Linked DNA regions of Sus scrofa: region 2 is linked to region 1. Evidence: chromatin contacts called from public Hi-C data. All regions are on one chromosome and are shown on one strand. The core of a region is the stretch at or near the end of the contact, and the rest is flanking DNA. Distances in the headings are between cores, read along the strand shown. Region 1 has its middle 26 kb from the start of GNLY. Region 2 overlaps CAPG (macrophage-capping protein).

Region 1 (2,700 bases), core at 178-2,677:
CTTTCTAGGGCCGCACCCGGGGCATATGGAGGTTCCTAGGCTAGGGGTTGAATCGGAGCTGTAACCAGCAGGCTATGCTACAGCCACCCCAGATTAAACTTAACTCTCAACATTCAGGTTGCATTTTTGGGGCGTAAGTCCTAATTTCACCCCAAATAAAACTTAACTCGCCACAGTCAGGTTGCATTTTTTTTAGTTGACATTGCCATGTGCAGAAAGAGCAGCAGAGGCCACACACAACTGCGGTCAAGCTGGGAGACCAGGTCTGCGGATGGACAGCCAAGCCAGATGGCCGGGCAGCGCGGGTGCCAGGGGCTGAGGCAGTGGCCCCGAGCCTACTTTGTTCTACGTTTTTCCACTTTGTTTTTCCAGGTGCCCAGTCTCATCCTCCTGGTCCCTCAAGTCCCACGGGACCCCTGCTCTCATTCCCTCTTTAGCCAAGCCAGCTTCACAGATTTCTGTCACTTGCCACGCACCAACCCCTAGGAGAATCACCAATGTCCACTCCACCCAACCCCACCCCTCCGGCCCATTCTTGAAACCTAAATCTGGGACTTTCCTGCTCTAGCAAGATCCCAGGAGCCCTTTTTTCCGCCTCCCTTTCAGCTCTGAAGAGAGTCAGCACTCGCCCCCACCCTGTGGGTCTGCCCTGAGGAGTTAGAGGAAAGATGGGCTCCCCCCGGACCCAGGCCTCCCCACCGGGGCTTCTGCAAAGCTCAGGGGCCTCTCCCGTTCCCATAGCCCAGGCCTCGCCACTTCCTCATCCACCTCCTAGAGACATTTTTGAACATTGTGGAACACTTGAAAAGAGTACACAGTGGTTTCCTCGCATTCCTGTCAGCCTTTGTTTTTTCAAGCCTTAAGAGTCTTAACCTGAAGAGCCCCCCCACTCCACATGCTGCCTTGGGGGTGATGTGGGGCCACGCAGGGTTGCTGGGCCTGTACAGCTCTTCAGGTGGCCTCTTGTTAGGCTTTCAGGGTCCATTGTCCCCTTTCAAACTCTTCTCTGAGGGTCTTGGAGTGAGAACCAGTGAAAGGGAGGGCGCTCAGCCCTCAGGGCACAGTGACCTTGACACCAGCGGAGTCCTCACCACATCCCGTCCCACCCTGCCTCCTTCTGGCCACAGCCCCAGGCGGCCTCCTGGGCCACATCCTCAGCCAGGTCTTGACTTGGTCCCAACCCTCTTAGGGCCCAGGGACCTGGCTTCTCCTCTTCTAGGATGTGGTGTGGGCCTCAGGGGAGGGTTAGAACAATGCCCGGCCCTTATCAACAGCTAATCCCATCCTGGCCGGCTCCTGCACTTCCCTTCTTAGAAACGCCAACTCTTATTTTAACACATGGCGTTTTCCCTTCTGAGTCACCTCAGCCCTAATATTGTGTGGCCAGAGCAGTGACAGTCCCTCCCTTAACACCTCGACCAAGCTCTTCCGCGAGAGCACAGAGCAAACACCTTCAAGTCCATCCGGAACGGGCCTGGCATCCTCCTGCCCTGTCATGAGCTCCCGGTGCTACAAAATTCAGAAGACAGAAGAGACCCTAGAAATCACCAGATCCCAGCCCCTGGTTCCTAGCTGAGCTCACCAAAACCCAGAGAGGGTGGGGCGCTGCTCGAGGTCACACAGCCAGGTCCAGACCCTTGCTTCCTGTTGTATGTTACGTCTCAGAAGACATGGGGAGGGGAGACAAAAGCTCGGGGGGAGTTTGTGACTCTTCAGATGTGTTCCTATTTGGGTCCATCCTACATGTGCTCTGAAGGGGCGCTTAGGGAACAGCATGGGGCTTCACTCAGCAGCAGGAATGGTCTCAGCCATGCCTCCCCCACCCCCAAGTATCAGGAGGGACTTCGCACAGAGTAGAGAGTTTCAGGAACCCCCATGAATCAGAACCTCCAAGTGTCCTCTTTGTAGCGCTTAGCAGGGGAAAACCACTAATAATAATAAGAGTTCTGGGCAAGTCCATGCACCTGCCCCCCAAAACTACACCCATTGGCCTGAATGAAAGACGTCCAGGACGACCTCCCAGAAGCCTGGCCAGGGTTTTATCATCACCCATCCCATTCTGTTCTGAGACCCAGTGAGGTGTTCTATCATACCCAAGGGGGCGGGGGCTAAGCCCCAACTACCCTGCATTCAGCCCCGCACCTCTACACCTTGTGACTCACCAGCATGGGGGCTGGGAGGTGCTCTGCCTGGGCTCACATGCTGGCTCCACCTGTTACTAGCTGAGCACGCGAGAGACAAAGACCCTGGTCAAGTCAGTCGCCCTCTCTGTAAAGTGTTTAGTAACAGACCATTTCTCCAGGGTTGGTTTAAGCATGAAAGCATTTGGATCACGGCCTGGCCTGTGATCTCTTAGCTGTCACTCTCCTCGTGATTATCATTCAAGCCCTCAGCAGATATGATCTGCTTCCTTTAGTGCCCTGAAGTGTGTCACCCAAGGGCCAGCATTGTGAAAGCAGGAAATGGCAGTCCTGTGGATGATGGAAAGATGCCACCGGAATCCGGGTTCTTGTTCAAGGAGCCAAAGAATGAACTTCGAGAACACACAGGCAGCAAGCAAGCAAAATCTTCATTACAGGAAAGCAAACGATTCCCGGGACAGCTGGGAGGGCGAATAAGGGTCCCCCTCTCTATTGTCCTATAGGGGTTTTTATCCCTTAAAGATGGGGGGTACCAACATGGGGTCCAGAAAGATGTGGT
Region 2 (2,700 bases), core at 12-2,511, 290 kb after region 1:
AACAGGGATGGGTCAAGTGCTGTCTCCAACTTTTTATGGCACCTATCTCTTGGCTCTAGGGGCAGAGGGGCTACTCAACAAAATGTGGTTGTCTTAATAGAAACACTCGGAAAACCAAGCCTTTGAGAACTTCCCCAGGCATCAGTAACCAGTTAATATGAACCCTACTCTGGTTCCCAAAGGGAATTTGGGTGTTCTACTTTGAATATCCTTTCTGGAGTTCTTTCTAATTGTTCCAAGATGAAATGGACTATTACTTGAAAGCAGCTGGTTTCTACCTGACCACAGAATAAAATCTCGCTGACATTAATTACAGGGTCATGGCTATACCTTCATAAACTAGGTATTTTTTCTACCCACCTTGATGATTAGGGATATGACAGTATACGGCCAGAGCAGAACATGTAAAAGATGAAAATGGGGTTGGAGACAGAAAGTCCAATGTGCAGCTGGCCATGTGGTGTCACTGCTCCTGATACAGGTGTAACCTGAATCCTCACTTGGGAGCCAGAAATCAGCTGAGAAGAGGCCTCAGGAGAGAGCCTGCCCTGGCCCTGGAGGGTGGATGAAGTGGGGCCTCAGCACCGCTTATCCCACCAAGCAGGCTGGACCCTTGAGTTCCTGACCAGCACTGAGGGGTTTGGGTAAGTCCTTTCTGCGGTGTCTCAGTGGATCCTTAGGCAACCTGGGAAGTTAGTTCTGACGCTTGACGCTGACATGTGAGCAGAGCACTTTGAGAGAGAGCAAATTGAATGAGAGTGCCCTCGTTATTACTTCCTGGCAGCTCCTCAGCCCTATCTGGCTCTGCCATATACAATGATACCTGGGCGCAAGGAGCGGTCAGACACCGTGGACCGAACATTCGGACCTACACCGGAAGACCCTGGCTTTCCCTGGGCTTCTTCAGGAGACCTGCAGGCTGCACAGAGACCTAACAAGTTGAGTCCTGCCTCAGGGTGGGGGCTGCTCCTCCCTTTAGGAAAAGAGAGTTCCTTGCAGACGATGGGGAAAAGGGTCAAGGAGGCACCCTCTGCGTCCCTCCAAGCGTCTGGCCCGAGCCCCCACTTGCCATCCCCCTTCCCTGGCAGCCCCAGCAGGGTCGGGAGGGCGGGGCGGAGCTCAGGATCGCGGAGTAGGGCGCGGGCTGGCGACCCCACGGTTGAGCCCTGCGTGAGGAGGCTGGGAGCTGTATCACGGGGAGAGAGGCCCCTAATTTCCCAGGGCAGGTGAGACCCCGCCCAGTTCTGGGGATCCCACCCCTCCAGAGGTTCCCTTCCGGTCAGGAGCTCCACCCTCCCCGAGGCTCCGCCCCGCAGCCTGCTGCCTGCTGGGATTTGTAGTTCGTGGTGACGGGACTAAAACGGTCAGCGTGTCTGTCTCTGGATCGCAGAGTGTGTATGTGCGCGTGTGCGTGTCTGTCTGTCTATCTGTCTCTCGCAGGGATCGCAGAGTGCCAGTGTGTGTCTCGCAGGGATCCTGTAGGCTGCCGCTCTGGAGGCCCCGCCCCGCGATCCACGCCTGCTGGGATTTGTAGTTCGAGATGGGGTTGGGGCTTGGGTGGGATCTTGGGGTGTCATCCTTATTCCTGCTTTTCCCTGCGAGCCCTGGATCTGTCTGAACAGTGGGCCTGGCGCGGGGTCGCATCTCCGGCCTAGCTCCCGCTGGCCCTTCTCGCAGGCCGGACGCCCCCCAGGACGTGTCTGCCGGCTCCTGCAGGACCAGAGGCTAGATGCTCAAACTGAGAGGCTCGAACAAGGACGCACTCTGACAGGGGTGGAAGGGAGGGAGAGAAAGCCAGAGAGAGGAGTTGGCCTGGGAGGCGCAGCCCAGGCTTGGTGGGTGAGGCTGGGTTAGGTGACTGCCCAGAGCTCTTTCAGTTCTTGAGTTTGTGATCATAGTTGTCTCAAAGGGATAACCACACCCCTTCAGGACTGGCTAGACATCTTAGAGCTAATTAATGACCCTACGGGATTGACAGATAAAATTTTTATTTGCCAGATTTAGCAAACTTACAGAAGGAGCCCTTACAGAGAGAGAGGAAGGCTCTTGTAACCAAGAAAACCAAGAAATGGGGGCATCTCCATAGGTTTGCTTTGAGGATCAAGTACAGGGTGCTTTTTTGCAGGGGAGGGAAGTGTAAACTATAAAGCCCAGGGCATGGGTGAGGTGTTATCATCCACGGGATATGAACTCTGGGGCACTGGGGAAAGGGCACTGGGCCTTCGGGAGCTCTGCTTTAAAGGGGAAGATGCACTTTCTGTAGTTAGGTAAGATGTCCCCACAAGGAGAAGTTGGGTAATAGGTACATGGAACTTCTCTATACAATTTTTTTTTTTTTTTTTTTTGTCTATTATCTTTTCAGGGCTGCAGCCCCAGCATATGGAGGTTCCCAGCCTAGGGATCCAATCTGAACTGTAGCTGCTGGCCTATGCCACAGCCACAGCAACACGGGATCCAAGCCATGTCTGTGACCTACACCATAGCTCACGGCAGTGCCAGATCCCCAACCCACTGAGATAGGCCAGGAATGGAACTTGTATCCTCATGGATACTAGTCGGGTTCATTAACCACTGAGCCACGACAGGAACTCCTCCATACAATTTTTTAATTTATTTTAATTTTTTTGTCTTTTTGTCCTTTTTAGGGCAGCATTGGTGGCATGTGGAGATTCCCAGGCTAGGGGTCTAATTGGAGCTGTA

The links. A called contact is a pair of places that touch in the nucleus more often than the background predicts.
Region 2: a contact with region 1 is called in a Hi-C map of skeletal muscle, with 3 times the contacts expected there. The contact joins two enhancer-like sites. A contact is called at or near these places in 4 of 47 Hi-C or Micro-C datasets (embryonic fibroblasts, heart right ventricle, retroperitoneal adipose tissue and 1 more).

Annotation. Positions count from the first base shown.
Region 1 is chr3:59,044,519-59,047,218 of Sscrofa11.1, forward strand. No RefSeq gene overlaps it. Among named protein-coding and RNA genes, the nearest start is that of GNLY, 26 kb to the right of the region's middle. Within about 2 kb of position 1,428, at least 16 of the 83 cell types and tissues checked have an H3K27ac peak or open chromatin away from gene starts, as enhancers often do. A contact at or near this core is called in retroperitoneal adipose tissue and skeletal muscle, where this site is marked.
Region 2 is chr3:59,339,485-59,342,184 of Sscrofa11.1, forward strand. CAPG (macrophage-capping protein) reads left to right here. Exons shown (of 12, transcript XM_021087297.1): 2 at 482-644. Among named protein-coding and RNA genes, the nearest start is that of CAPG, 5.4 kb to the left of the region's middle. Within about 2 kb of position 1,262, at least 76 of the 83 cell types and tissues checked have an H3K27ac peak or open chromatin away from gene starts, as enhancers often do. A contact at or near this core is called in retroperitoneal adipose tissue and skeletal muscle, where this site is marked.